2 separate regions of the Astyanax mexicanus genome follow, and region 2 is linked to region 1. A link is a contact called in public Hi-C data. All regions are on one chromosome and are shown on one strand. The core of a region is the stretch at or near the end of the contact, and the rest is flanking DNA. Distances in the headings are between cores, read along the strand shown.

Region 1 (7,418 bases), core at 1,599-4,098:
ACTGAGACGCTCCACCGGCAAGCCAACCCCCCCGGTGGGGGAAGGGAAACATGGCGCCACCCCTGTTCACTTTGATATAGGCACCCTTTCTAGTGTCACTTAACGCGCCTTATAATGCGATGCGCCCTATGTATGGAAAAATAGCAGAAAATAGGCGTTCTTTGATAGTGCGTCTTATAATACGGTGCGCCTTATAGTCCGAAAAATACGGTAGTTATGGTTACTAGTTACTAACTGAGTTACTCCACTATAAAAGTAACTTGTTACCAATAAAAGTAACTATTGCGTTACTTTTGTGTCACTCGCGCCCCCGTAACCTGGCGATTATCAGTGCTGGGCTTGACAGATAGATAAATATATTCATTACTCTATTGTTCACTGAACATTTTTTTTCTCATTCTAAATTAAAAACGAACTACTTAAATATTTTTAATGAACCAACAGAGCATTGTAAAAAACATAATAATAATAAATAATAAAAAATTAATCTAAAAAAAAAAAAAAAAGATGCAATTGACTTTTTGGGTTTTGTTTAAGAAGTACATTAGAAGTACCAACACAAATCAAATACTTTTAGTTAAATAATAATGTTAATAATAATAATAATGCCCTGATCCCTATTTAAAAGTGAAGTCAGCCATATAACTCACTCTTCAAATCTAAATGAACCTCCAATATCCTGCAGTGATGGGAACTTTATTCATCCAAATTAAAGTGTTTGGATTGCCTTGGTTCACTTATCAAGTCCGTATTTAAATTGAAAAATGTACAAAAATCAGTTAAGTTGCTTGATACTGTTTATTTTTCTGTCTGTTTGCTTGTTTTACTGTGTAAGTATTTTGACTTCTGTTTCTTCAACTTTAACAGGATAAATAAAGCTGTGAATTAAATTTCCTTAATTTAAAACTATACAGACCTTTTATAAAGTTTTTCCTACACTGAACAAGAAGACTGAAGAAGAGACCGAAGCAAATATGTTAATACTACAAGTCAATGTGAGAGCAGACAAAGCTGTCCTTTATGAGGTCTAAATCCCACAGGATGGTCGAGATTTAGAAAAATATGCATTATTGCGTAACAGGAATAGATAACACAGTCCATGCTATTTACTCGACAGAATGAAAATAAACCGTTCATTTTCAGTGATGCACTTAAAGTATGATTTATTTACAAGTCAATGTGAGAGCAGACAAAGCTGTCCTTTATGAGGTCTATATCCCACAGGATGGTCGAGATTTAGAAAAATATGCATTATTGCGTAACAGGAATAGATAGCACATTCCATGCTATTTACTCGACAGAATGAAAATAAACCGTTCATTTTCAGTGATGCACTTAAAGTATGATTTACTTAGCTTGATGTGTTTAGGAGATAAATGATTCATATCATTCCTATGAATTACTATTGCTGTTGATGATCCAGAAAGAGATGGCACGGGGGTTTTATTTAACTATAAACAGCTAACGGTCTCATTCTTTTATTACTGCACTGAACAGAATTCATAATGAAGACCTAACTCTACATATTTATCAGAGAAATCACCAGTGACTGTGTTCCTCTCTTTCACTATTTTTGTCGGTCCTCCAACTTTGCCCAAGCCTGACCTGTTCCCTTTCTTTAATGCTATTGTGAAACAGGGTCTATGAGCCTCAGCTGCTTCCTGTTTAAGACAGGCTTGTTTCCTTTGACAAACACAATCTGTTGTGTCTGGACATCCTCTGGATCAGAAGAACAATTTGGTTAAAAAAAAAAATGTTCTCTTCAGTAAACTCCCCAAAATGTTTGCAAGCTGACTGTCCCATAAATTTCCTTTTAAGGCCTGGTCGTGGCTGGTATAAATAATTATATGCACAAAAATAATACAGTGGTGTGCAATCTAGGCACTAAACTATTTATTCACGAAAACAAATAGAATCGTATACAATTTTGTAACTTAAGATGATAGTTATAATTAGTGATCATTTTTGTGTCAGCGTTTTAACTGCACTCTGCCAAGCTTCAAATGTTACAGTAACATACACAATGTAGCATCACCCTTGTGACTCCCAGGTTAGAAAACCCTGCATTGTGAAGTTTTGTGCATGATACTTTTTCTTATATTGTTTCTCATATAACCCAAATCAAACAAGGAACCAAATCTTTTTAAACACTCTTACAAATAAAGCCACCTCACTGCTTTAAATGTTTTTTTATTAATCTATGCTATAGAAGAGCCCACTTTTGTTTTCAAAAAGATCTATGTTTTTAACTAGGGTGCCTCGATACCTCTTACTTACTCAATACTGAGAACATGCATGATGCATGATTGTATCTTAATTCTATTGGTATGGTTGGATAATAGCTTCTTTTTAAAATCATCGGTTCTCTTGCTGGCTGCACTACTACAATTGGCAGACACTGGCGAGCTAATTTAAACCCATTGATTTAAGCTAGTTTTTGTTTATAAGTTTTAAAGTTATAAAGTTATACCGAGGTGTCTAGTCTCTATGCAAGTTATACATGTGTTTATCTGCATAGGCACTGGCAAATATATATATATTTGTAATATTGAATATCATCATTGGTCCAGATTTTCTCATATTGGTGCCTCCATAATCCCTAATTAACTTACACTCACTGACAAAAAAAGAATAATGCACTAAGAACTTAAAGAACTAAGAACAGTTGTTGAAACTCTTGTTCCCATAGATATATCCCCATAAATGATTGATCGGCAATGAATCTGGCAACCAAGCAGGCCAGCAAAGAGCTGCAATCTGGGGAATACATTCCAGGGAAATGCTTACTGTGGATGCTGACGATCTTGATGGCAGGCACTTTTTTGAACCGCCATCCTGATTCTGAGTACAAAAATGCCCCCTCTTAAAGTCCCTCAACTGTGGAAAAGGTTTACCACGCATTGTCGAGACCTGTCTAGCCGTCAGCAATCTTTCACCAAGAGGTATGCTAACCAAAAGTAGCCTCTGAGAGCCTTTTAATTTGGCAGTAAGGGAGGCACTTTTGATCTGTAGTGGCAAGACCCAGTGTCTAATCAGACCAAAAATGTAATCATTTACATATCTGCCAGAGACAGAACGGCATGCTGAGATGGCATGCAATCTGGGTACATTCATTTTTTCTGGGGTCATTTATGTGATTGTGTAGACTAGTGACTCAAATCGGATTTTACTTTTTTTTTCTTAGAATATCAATTTCAGAGATTTTGGCCTATATCGAATGAAGATCGAAACATCACATCCCTAGTTTTTCATAATGGTTTAATAAGTAGGTGTGTATTTTTAAGAACATCTAAATTGGTGAACAAAACCTTTACATTGTTCAATTTGTGAAAGGTCCCTCACATTTATATATCTTTATTACAAATAAAAAACTCCCAAAGACAGAGCTCTTCAAAAAGCACTTAGTCTCCTAACACCCCTAACAAACAAACTACTTCTAACCTCATTCTCTCCTTTATCCCACTGTTTCGCTTTGGCCTCCTTTAGGCCCTGTCTTAAATCTTTTTTCTAAATGTACATCATTATTGTAAGTCACAAAAAATGGGTCTTTATGAAAGCAAAATTGGTTCTTCTATTACATTATTTTTCAAAAGTGAAGGGAAAAGCTTTCCATTCTACTACATTTGAGAATACGGGCTAAAATGTGTTACTGTTGACTTTCTGGTTGAAATTACCAAAGTAGTTAGGGCCCCCACCCAAGTGTTTATCTGAACCAATACAAGCAATGTTGGTTGTAGATAAGGCAATCCATCTAACTGGCCGACTAAAATCACAAGGCCCACCACAGCTGATAGCACTGTGTACTGTGTATTTGAGCCTCATTTGGGAATTAACCATATTCTGCAGTTTCACATATCTAGAGTAAAATCTCCCTACATTACCTCATTACCAAATGATCATAGTTTCTGCAAAATTATATTTTATTTTTTTCAGATTGTGCGTTGTAAATTAACAATGTTGAAAACGTTGGACTTTCCAACATGTCACATGACTTTACTGTTTGAATAAATGATCATTACAGTTAAAGATGTTTTAATTTACAGACATTTTGCAGGCTTTCTTAAAGCTCATCTTTTGGCGCCACCTGGTGGTCCAGGAAGGCAGTTGGTGTGTTGCTGGGGTCTTTACACACATGGAATGCATTAACTTCCTATTGTGTGAAAAGGAAAGTGGTCTCTGGTGAGCTTGCATCTGTTTGCATAGTTTTAGCATGCTTTCACTTTTCATTTTTCACTTTTTGCACCTGGTAGCCTATATTTCTGATATTGTAGAAAGTTGCAAATGAGCCAAACAAGACAATCATTATTCAAAGTTTTGGTTTAATAAATAAACAATAAGAGTGCACTGTGCCAAAAATGTTTTTTTATTCATTTTAAATTGATGCCACAGAAGCTTTTTTTTGTTGAATAAATGGTCTGCTCATATAGGATAAAACATATATATTCAATATATGTATGCATTCTATACCCAACAGTTATGTTACAGCTGGTGTATGGACAGGCACAAGCTGCGTACTGGAACATGGATCAGTAAGTGAATTGTCCCTGCTTGTCCTATATCTGATAAATAAATGATGCCAATATCAGACCTAACATCGATTAAGAATCAGATTGGCCCCATCTCTAGTGAAGAATTTGTCATAGACCTGTCTAACAAGCTAGAAATTAAGTTGTAACTCATTAAAAACATAATTTCACCATTTTTAACCCTTTAACCTACAGCAGATTTATATAGGGAGAAAAAAGCTTGATAAAATACTAAAAATCCTAAGGTTCTGTTGAACCACTATAGATGAGTATATCTGTTTAAAATGCTATTAACTTTAAAGTGTAGACACACACAATTAATATGGAAACATTAATGTCTTAATTAAATCTTTTAATTACTTTGAAAATGAATCATGTTACGATGTCTGTTTCTTATCTGTAATTGGTGAGTTCTGTCTGTGTTCTGTGTAAAACTAATGAACAGACATTTTGGAAATCACTAAGGACACACCCATCACAGCAGAAACCTGTCAATCTTCATTAGAGAGATGTGTAAGAGAGAGAAGGGTGTGTAAATAGTTTACAGCTGCTGGAGTTTCTGAAGGTTTTGGAGAGCAGCAGTAAATCATGAGGGGGTTTGATGCATATGTTCAAGAAAATATGAAAATAAAGGATCCATTACACAATTTCTCTCCGAAAATACAGGGAATCAGCAGCAATAAAAAAGTAATTAAGATTTTAATATTGTTGAATATTGTTGTGATTTAATATTTTTAAAGTGATTAAACTACTATAAATATTAATTTTATTTTGCCAACTTTTATTTACATTGAAATTCCCATTATTACAAGATTAAGTCTAAGGAAGAGGAAAAGGTGTGATTTATTGTAAATCCGATTACATTTTTAAATTGATTGACACCGTTACCTCATATATTGTGGAAAAGTTTGGAACAGGTGTATATATTATCAGAAGCTGTGGGATCTTTAAAAAGATTGACATGAATTGTGTTAATATTTGTCACAAACCTATTTAAAAAATACACAAAATAAAAACAAAAGTGCATCTTTTTTTCTCAGTGAGAATATTAAAGGGTTAAAGAAACATCAATTTATACTGTATTTAGGTAACTAAAATTGTAAAAAAAAAAAAAAAAAAAAAAAAAATACATACACTGTGAAGGAGGCTGTTTCCTGAACAGGAATTAAGCTTTGTACTGAACTTCATTTTTCTTTAAATGGATATTCTCTGTATAAAGTTCAGAATGCTCTGGGGTCTAGAACACAGATCCTTGGATCATTACCAGCTGTGGTCCTGTGACCTTATTGGAGCACAGCCATTCTGGGAGGTCTGTGTGTGCTGTTTTGGCCTTAGAGACCCTTCCTCAGCGCATCTGTTCTTTTCTGGTAAAATAAATTATGCTGGAATGCTGGAAGTCCAGCAGACACTTACAAGAAAAAAGGAACGGCATCAGAAAAGAAACTAAAAGGAAATATGAGGATTTAAAAGTGACTGTTCAACTAACAACTGTTCAAAAATAACTGTATGAAGCGACTGTTTAAAAACTGTATACTGACAACATTTGTATTAAATGTACAAAGTATCAGAAGCACTGGATCTGCATCTGCATTTAAAACACTGCAATACAGATTACTTACCTCACACATCGAAAGAAGCACATAACTTACAGATAAAATACAGAAGGAACGCTCAAGTGGAAGAATTATTTGACTGGACGTGTATGCTGGTGTGCTATCATTCATTGTTCACTGCTGAATCCACAGGCCTGTAATGAATTTTCCAGCCAGCTCAGGGAAAAGATTCCTGAGGCGCCTGAAACTCTTCCCAGAACAAACACAGTCGCAGGCCTGTCCGGAAAAGCACACGCTGCTTTTCCAAAGCCACAGTTTACTTTGGTCGAACTTCTATGTGAAAGAGTTCCTGCTCTGCGTTTACTGTGAATGAGAGCTAGCTCTCCTTTATGATGCAAGAGACACATCTCTGTGAGAACATTTAATGAAGCGCTTAGAGACTGTTGCATAAACAATCAGTCTGCCAGCCTGATTTTATGGCTTCAGAAATGAGTTGGTCTGATGGTTTGCATTTTGAAATGTGTCCGAGTGAAGCAGATGGAGAAGCATTTTACACATTTAACACGAGTGTTACTAATGTGGTCACACTATATTCATTTTCAGTCATTTTTGCAATAAAAATGGCACTTTATTTTTTTTATTTACGTTTTTTTTCTTTCGCATTATAAGGCACACCAGATTATAAGGTACACTATCAATGAACGTCTATTTTCTGGTCCATTTTCATTCATAGGGCGCAGCGGATTATAAGGCGAATTATGTGACTCTAGGAAGGAACAGGGGTATCGCCATTTTTCCCTACTAATTCATTAGATCTCACTGGTGGGTGTTGGGGGAGGATTAACCTAGCTAAGCTAAGTAAAAAAATGTAATTCTTAAAAAAACACTTTTTCTTTTAAGGTCAAACAAGCACTTCTGTTTATTTACAGTAAGTTAAGATTTCCAGATTTCTTCAGAACTCTGTCTGGAGCAATAGCTTTAGTTGTTAGCAGCTAATGCCACCCAATAGCCAGGGCAATATTAGGTAGCGGTTTAGCTAATTAGCTAGCAGTTCAGCTAGACTACAGTCCAAAATACTTACCTCTGAACGGTGAAAGAGTTAGCGCTTAGGGTGGTTAGTGGCTAATGCTGCTCCAGCAGTGCTAGCCAGGGTTAGCAGCAAGCTACAGGCTGAACTGTGAGGTAGTATCTTGTAAGTGAGGCTGAACGTTGGCCAGCGTGCTCATGGCAAAGTGAAGTGAACTTTTGGAGGCCTGATTGTGAGTGCCAGAATGATGGGACCTTTAATTTCCGAAGTGTCGTGAAGTATGGGGCAATACATCATTAAGGGAATTACCAC
Region 2 (7,418 bases), core at 1,250-3,749, 45 kb before region 1:
ATGCCCAAAAAGACACTTGGAGATGCCCAAAAACGCCCAAAAAGACACTTGGAGATTACCAAAAAGAAACTTTGAGATACCAAAAGGTCACTTGAAAATGCCCAAAATGGACTCTTGGAGATGCCCAAAGGGACACTTGGAGATACCCAAAAGGACACTTGGAGATGCCCAAAAGGACAATTGGAAACGCCCAAACGTACTCTTGGAGATGCCCAAAAAGACACTTGGAGATGCCCAAAAAGACACTTGGAGATGCCCCAAAACACACTTGGAGATGCCCAAAGGGACACTTGGAGATACCCAAAAGGACATTTGGAGATGCCCAAAAGGACACTTGGAGATGCCCAAAAGGACATTTGGAGATGCCCAAAAGGACACTCAGAGATGCCCAAAAAACCACTTGGAGACACCCAAAAGGACATTTGGATATGCCCAAAAAGACACTTGGAGATGCCCAAAAACGCCCAAAAAGACACTTGGAGATGACCAAAAAGAAACTTTGAGATACCAAAAGGTCACTTGAAAATGCCCAAAATGGACTCTTGGAGATGCCCAAAGGGACACTTGGAAATGCCCAGAAAGACACTTGGAGACGCCCAAAAAGACACTTGGAGATGCCCAAAAAGAAACTTTGAGATACCAAAAAGGACACTTGGAGATGCCCAAAAAGAAAAACTGCATTAGTGACGATTACAAATAAATCCCATGCCCTTGGACTGTAATGAAACAGGGAGGGGGGGGGGAAATTTAGAGGTTTTGGTCAGGAGTTCGGTGCAGCTTCGCTGAGAAGCGTGAACTTCTATATAGTGGACAGTTACATTTTGACACAGAACCAAAAAACTACATTACCAATTTTTGTTAAACTTTCATAAAAGTGTTCCTTACTTCATTCTTAATAAGAAAAAATATATATACCTGGATATTTCTTGCAAAATAAAAATATTTGACCGATATTCCAGAGGTCATATTGTAATTTTCACTGTTGGTCGCCATCTTGGATTTCTGATCTCAATTTTGAGAATATTGATTAAGGCATTTATTTTTTACACAATTAAGAGTGGGTTTGAAGACAGCAAAACATGTGGTTTGGAGTATGTATTGCAAATCTTTTGTTTTTTAAATGCGTTTAAATATGCGTCCACTGTAGTGGACACTATGCATGAAAGGGTTAAATAGTGATTCTGTGTAACAACAATCTGAACTACTCCTAAAAATGAGTATAAATAACTAATAACACTCAAAAATAGTCATGTGGCTGTTTTTCTCTATAGTTTTGGGATAGTAGTCTGAGCACTCTCAATGGGAGTTTAGGCACAGCTCTTATTTATATGAATGGCATAACGTGCTTTTGTACAGCGCGCGTTTTTACGCACGGTATGCGCTTTTACGCACAGCGCGCGTTTTTACGCACGGAATGCGCTTTTACGCACGGGATGCGCTTTTACGCACGGAATGCACAGACGTTTTGTAAAGCATTTTAAGGTACCCTAAGGCCACAAGAAATATATTTAAGGAGTCTTTGATTACTTATGACTCTTCTCTAATGAGCTAAAGTCCCTAATAGATTAGATAAAATGTTGTTTATTTTAGTGTACTGTAATTATTCGGGTCTGTTTTCGTGAGTTGTGCCTGTTCTTGCACGCTCACTGTACTAAAAAGGTGTTAAAACTATTATCACTATGTCAACTTATTTTTCCGTCCATCAACCCAAAATATTAATCATATCATTTCTAATACTTATTCTTACACTACATTCAACTTTTAAAACAATCATTCATGTTCTTTCGTGTTTTTTAACATATTATCAGAGAAGCGGAGATAAATGGGACAGTGTGGTTGGAACTTGCATGTAATGTGATTAACAGTACTTTGTCTCCACCTGGTGGTCATTTTGTACATTGTCTTTTTTACTGTATAGAAAGCTATAGAAAGTGTCCTATTACATCTCAGCTATGCTATTATATAAAGCATGATGCAAACAGGAAGTCATATATTTTACATAGCTGTAAGAAATGAGTGAGACATGTAGGCTGTACATTACAGTGTTTCTCAGTCCTAGTCGTGGGGTAGCACTTCCCAGCACATGCTCTTTACACATACACTTTACCTCAATTATGAGGTGACGAAGTTGTATTAATTAGTGGTATAAAATGTGTTTAGAGCATGGAAAACATCAAAAGTGCAAAGAAGGGTGGCTCCAAGATCAGTGTAAATATATATATATATATATATATATATATACTATTAAAATGATCTATTTAAAAATGCTATTAAATCTTATCAACTAACTATTTTGATAAACAATCAGCCAATTAATGTTTTCGTTTACAGTGCAAAAAAATGCACTAAACGCCATGTCCTGCACAGCTCAGATTGTGCAATGCCTGGACTTTACAATTCCTCTCCCCCTTTTTTAGAGTTCATTGAGCTCTGTTTACAAAGTTGCCAGGTTCGCAGTTTTCCAGCCAAATTGGGCTTGTTTGAAAATCCAGTCGCGTGGGAAAATTATGGGGTGGTGGGGTGCATTGGGTTACTTTTAAATAATATCCTTGGCCGTCAAAAAAACCCAAAACTAAACAAAAAAAGTCGACACTAAAATCAGTCTTCCTTAAATTACAATGTAACCAGAAATTGCAATAAAAACATGTCAACGAGAAGAGAAAAGAGTTCAGGAGGGGCAAGAACAGAAAAAGTAAGTAAAAGTCATTTTTTGCTAATTATGTTACTATTAAATCTTCTTGACTGGGATATAAAACTGTTCTAAAATAACTAATAAAACACATTAGTTACAATATTATTAATATCAATATATAAAGTCAGTCTAAAAAGGGCGGGTTTTAGACTGACTTTAGGCTGCATATTTTGGGCTGGACTTGGCAACCCTGTCTGTTTAAGTCTTGGAAAACTTCCTCAAAAGTGAAAGCTGGATATTCTACATCTCAGCAACTCCACAGTAAGTGCACTCTTATTCACGCGCATGTGCTTGATCTCATTTTGTTTTGTGGTTAGTCTGCATTGAGTTGCATTGTTGAATTCTGCATTTACTCATTCATTCCACACATTAGTGTAGACAGGCAAGTGTGCTTTCAAAGGAAACTACTCACTGAACCACTGTGCCTTTGTATTTTGTATTTGCACAGGATTTTACATGAGAGATGTATGAGACATTTTGCAATATTTGTATTTGTAGTAGGAAAGCTTTATTCGCAAAATAATTTCCCTGTGTGGATTTATGGATTTAAAAAATGTGCCTTATCAGTCTTATCCCATGACTTAAGCAGTTTAACAGTTTAAGGGTCAAGTGTTATTGGTGTTGTCTTCACCATGTCTTTATGTTTGTTTGTTTTTATCATATGATATTTGATGCTGATTATGGTTTATGTGTAGCTTAATAAAACAAGCTGAGAATATATTTTGAATGTGTATATTTTAATAATTCCTAGATTTTGTATTACCCCAGTTGGGCATACAGTGTATTAATTTTTTTTCCATGTGTTTCTATCTGTGGATCATAAAAGAAAAGTTTAACAAGTAAGCATAAACCTGTCATTACCGAATGTATTGACTGCAATCCAATATCCTTAGCAATTGTGAAATTGTGTAATTACGTTTTAAATCCTAAACCAAAGTAACAGTAATTGCACTCTTCTTATGATTAAGTCATGTGCAGAGCTCAATATGCTTGCAGGAGATCACTAAGATACTATGCATTGAATCACAGAACACATAATTTCAGGAGGAAACATAACATCCCTCCTGAGAATGCAGACCGAGCAGGTTTTAGGAACGAGAGCCACAGTTGGGGATCACGTGTTCTGTAGTGATAGATACAGATAAACCGACTTATTTTTGAGTGACTGACTAATTCACTTATTTACTTCTAAACTTGCTTATTTTTTTCTTGCTTATTAACAAAAATACTTATGTGTTCATATTTACATTCAGCCCAAGGACAGTGCAGCATCATATTTTGCAGAAAAAAAAATCTGTTTTTCACACCTGTATGTTATAGTTCAATTAAGTCCGGTTTGTTTGAGCAAATGTGTATACAGTAATCACATTTGGATGCAGTGTACTTAAAATATAAACTGATATTTTGTCCAGCTTTTTATTACAGATATGAACAAATAGCATCTCTGCCAATCATTTGTATGTAGGGATTGGTTATATAGTTTATTATATATTATTGTTACTACGTATGTATTTTTGCTATTATTTATGTTATTTAAGAAGTAGAAATGTGCATTTTCTGAAGAGTATATGAAATAGTAGCAAAGCTAAAGTGGTTTCTACTGGTTGTTAATGATCCCAGGTGGTTGCTATGGTGTTGCTTAATGGTTACTAGCTGTTTGCTATGGTGTTGCTAGGTAGTTGCTATAGTATCGAGGGTGACTGTTATGTTAGGTGGTTGCTGAGGTGTTTCTTGATGGTTGCTAAGGTGTTACTGAGCGGTTCCTAAGGTAACAGGTTGGTGGCTAAAGTGTTCCTACAGTGTTTTTGGATGCTCTTCTGTGTTGCTGTGCTATGACTGTTGGTTTATAAGTCATTGCAATGTGTTTGCCCCGGAAAGAGTTTGGTTGCTAAGGTGTGGATCAGTATGTCTGTATTGTTATCCAATTTATATTCTTGCTTTACAATGCACAGCCATGATTATTAAGCATTAATATTATGTAATGATCAATTAATTTGAAACATTTGCCTTTAAAGGGTTAATGACAATTCAACTAATCTTTTGAACCCTTAAAATATATATATATATATATATATATATATATATATATATATATATATATATATATATATATATAATATTGTCGTTTTATTATGTTAAACTTATATTCGGTTATATTTGAGATTTACAAATTGAATAAGATGTAGTAAATAGGGGTGGGCGATATGGCTCTAAAATAATATTGCGATATTTCAGGGTATTTTTGCGATATCGATATACTTGGCGATATAGGAAAACAGAAAAATAATTTGTTAATTTCAGGAATATAGTATAAGAGTATAACAGTATAATCATAATGTGGCAAAATAAATAATATAGCATAAAATAATATAATGCAGCAAAAAATATTGCAGAATATTTAGTGCATGCATATAAACTGCAAACTAAAACAATTATACAATAAATACACCCAAAGCTTCACACTAAATAATAGACTACTTTTAAGACAGAACAGCCTTATTATCACGATATGGATTTTTACTATCACGATATTTCTGTGTCTCGATATATTGTATACGATATAATATTGCCCACCCCTAGTAGTAAATAATAATTAAAAACGTTATCCCTAATTCCAAATATCTCTATTACTAGTCTATTTAAAACAATAGCCTTTAAAGGGTTAATAATCATTCAACCACTAATATAAACGCTGCATAAACCTATTTAATATATAGACATTTTAACTATATATATATATATATATATATATACATATATATATATATATATATATATATTTTTTTTTTTTTTTTTTTAAATGTACATACAGTTATGTTTGGCTTTTTAAAAAATAATTTAAAGATAATTGTAAAACTTTCTCCCTAATTCCAGATATTTCTACTCTGCATAAATATACATTAATAATCTGTTTGATACATTAAGTTTAAATGGTTAATAAGAATTCAACTAAACCTTAGTTTAAACCTTGCAAAATAAAAACAAAAAAAATATATATATATATACAGTCTTTCATTATATAATTTTAATATAAATGTAAATATTTTCCGTAAATTTGCCGTTTTTTATCGCTGTTTACAATTATGATCATTTAAAACTGTCTCCCTAATTTACAACATTACTATTCTACACAGTATTTTGGAACAAATATAGATTATATATATATTGAATACTGGGGGGAACCTTCGTTCCTGAATATTGTTTCCCTCCGGCGAGCCCGTGACACCACGCGACTCATCCTCAGCGCAGGTTTGTATAGATGCTTGTGTTGCTATAGTAACTGGGCTGGGCTTAAGCATATTTCGCGGAACCGAGCCAGACTGGAAAGCCGGGCTAACTGAGTTACAGTCCCCCCACGCCACACCACCTCCCCGTCCCCACCACCTCTTAGTGATGCTGTAAAGCTGCAGCCCTAACGAGCTGGCTAGGGGCTGAGAGGTCAGAGCTCTGTTTTTAATAGAAATGAATCTTCTACTTTATAATTTAATGTCTAAAACAAAAGTAACACACTAATATCACTTACAATACTGAAAAAAAATATTTACACATAAAGGCATACAGTTTAGGCATAAAGCTCATCTGTTTATATAGCTATTTACAGATTTAAGCATAATACCTGACATTAATATTGTTCATATTGTTTGTATTTTATCAGACTGTGACTTGGTAAGGAGTAAAGATGACTGCTACAGAGCCACAGGAACAACCACAGAGGGTAAAACCATGCAGGATCAGAGCCCTCTTCAATAATATCAAGGTAAGATTTTCAGGCACCACTGTTTTACTTTTACATACTCTAGTAAATATTACTTAATTCCATCTATTATTTTTAATATACAATATAAAGTTTAAACTCGTGATACTGTAATCAGTTATATTTCCTTTTTTTAACACATCTCTTTTTGTTCTAATTGATTATGTTTGGTCTAAAATAAATTATGTGTGACACACCAGTACAGATTGTGTGCTAATATGGAAAAAGGAAACAGGGAAAACAGACAGCACCATTTAAACTGATAGTAAGCCCCCTTCAACTTTATATGTATCTTTTTATGTTAGATGTGGCGCAAACTTAAACTCCTTGTTTGACCTCCTTTTTATAAGTAAAAATGTAAAATATAAAAGAAACACTGCCATATAAAATAATTATTTACACTAGATATAACTTTAGCTCAGATAGCTAGCACTATACCCCTAGGATTGTGGATGTTCTTACTGAGCACATTTTTCGCAACACTATATTAATATTAGACAATGTATTTTTTGCTTTTAAGGCAGCCTCATGTCGTTGTAGAATAAGTTACCTTTTAGCCTAGCACCAGTTATCTTTTTTTTTTTTTGGCTTGAGCCTTCTGTCTCACCTAATTTGAGCTACTCTTCTGTGGGCAATAGAACAGCATGATCTGGCTGAAGATTGTTTTAAAAATCTGTGGACTTTTGGTAGTGTGAATATAATAAGTCAGGACTGTGTTAGTAACCATTTTGGGGATTTGGATTGACCTATTTACAGATCTGTTTTGGTTATGCCAGATTTTCTAATGTTGCTCTACCTGTTTTAATCATGCATGTTGTCGAACCTCCTGGATTACCTTCCTTTGTGTGTGCACCGTTTTTAGACTCCTTGGTTAACTGCCTGTTTAAAAGGTACATACTACTCAATAAGGTGTCTTAGAAGCTAAGCTACTTGCATGGCTTGCCTTGACAACATTTTCTAGTCTATACAAAG

Evidence for each region. A called contact is a pair of places that touch in the nucleus more often than the background predicts.
Region 2: a contact with region 1 is called in a Hi-C map of muscle, with 10 times the contacts expected there. The contact joins the promoter of slco2b1 here to the enhancer-like site in region 1. A contact is called at or near these places in 3 of 3 Hi-C or Micro-C datasets (blood and muscle).

Annotation. Positions count from the first base shown.
Region 1 is chr17:13,333,336-13,340,753 of AstMex3_surface, reverse strand. No RefSeq gene overlaps it. Among protein-coding and RNA genes, the nearest start is that of serpinf1, 13 kb to the right of the region's middle. Within about 2 kb of position 2,848, the one cell type or tissue checked has an H3K27ac peak away from gene starts, as active enhancers do.
Region 2 is chr17:13,378,039-13,385,456 of AstMex3_surface, reverse strand. It overlaps slco2b1 (solute carrier organic anion transporter family, member 2B1), which reads left to right and starts at 2,499. Exons shown (of 15, transcript XM_007259588.4): 1 at 2,499-2,692; 2 at 6,348-6,449. The coding sequence starts at 6,372.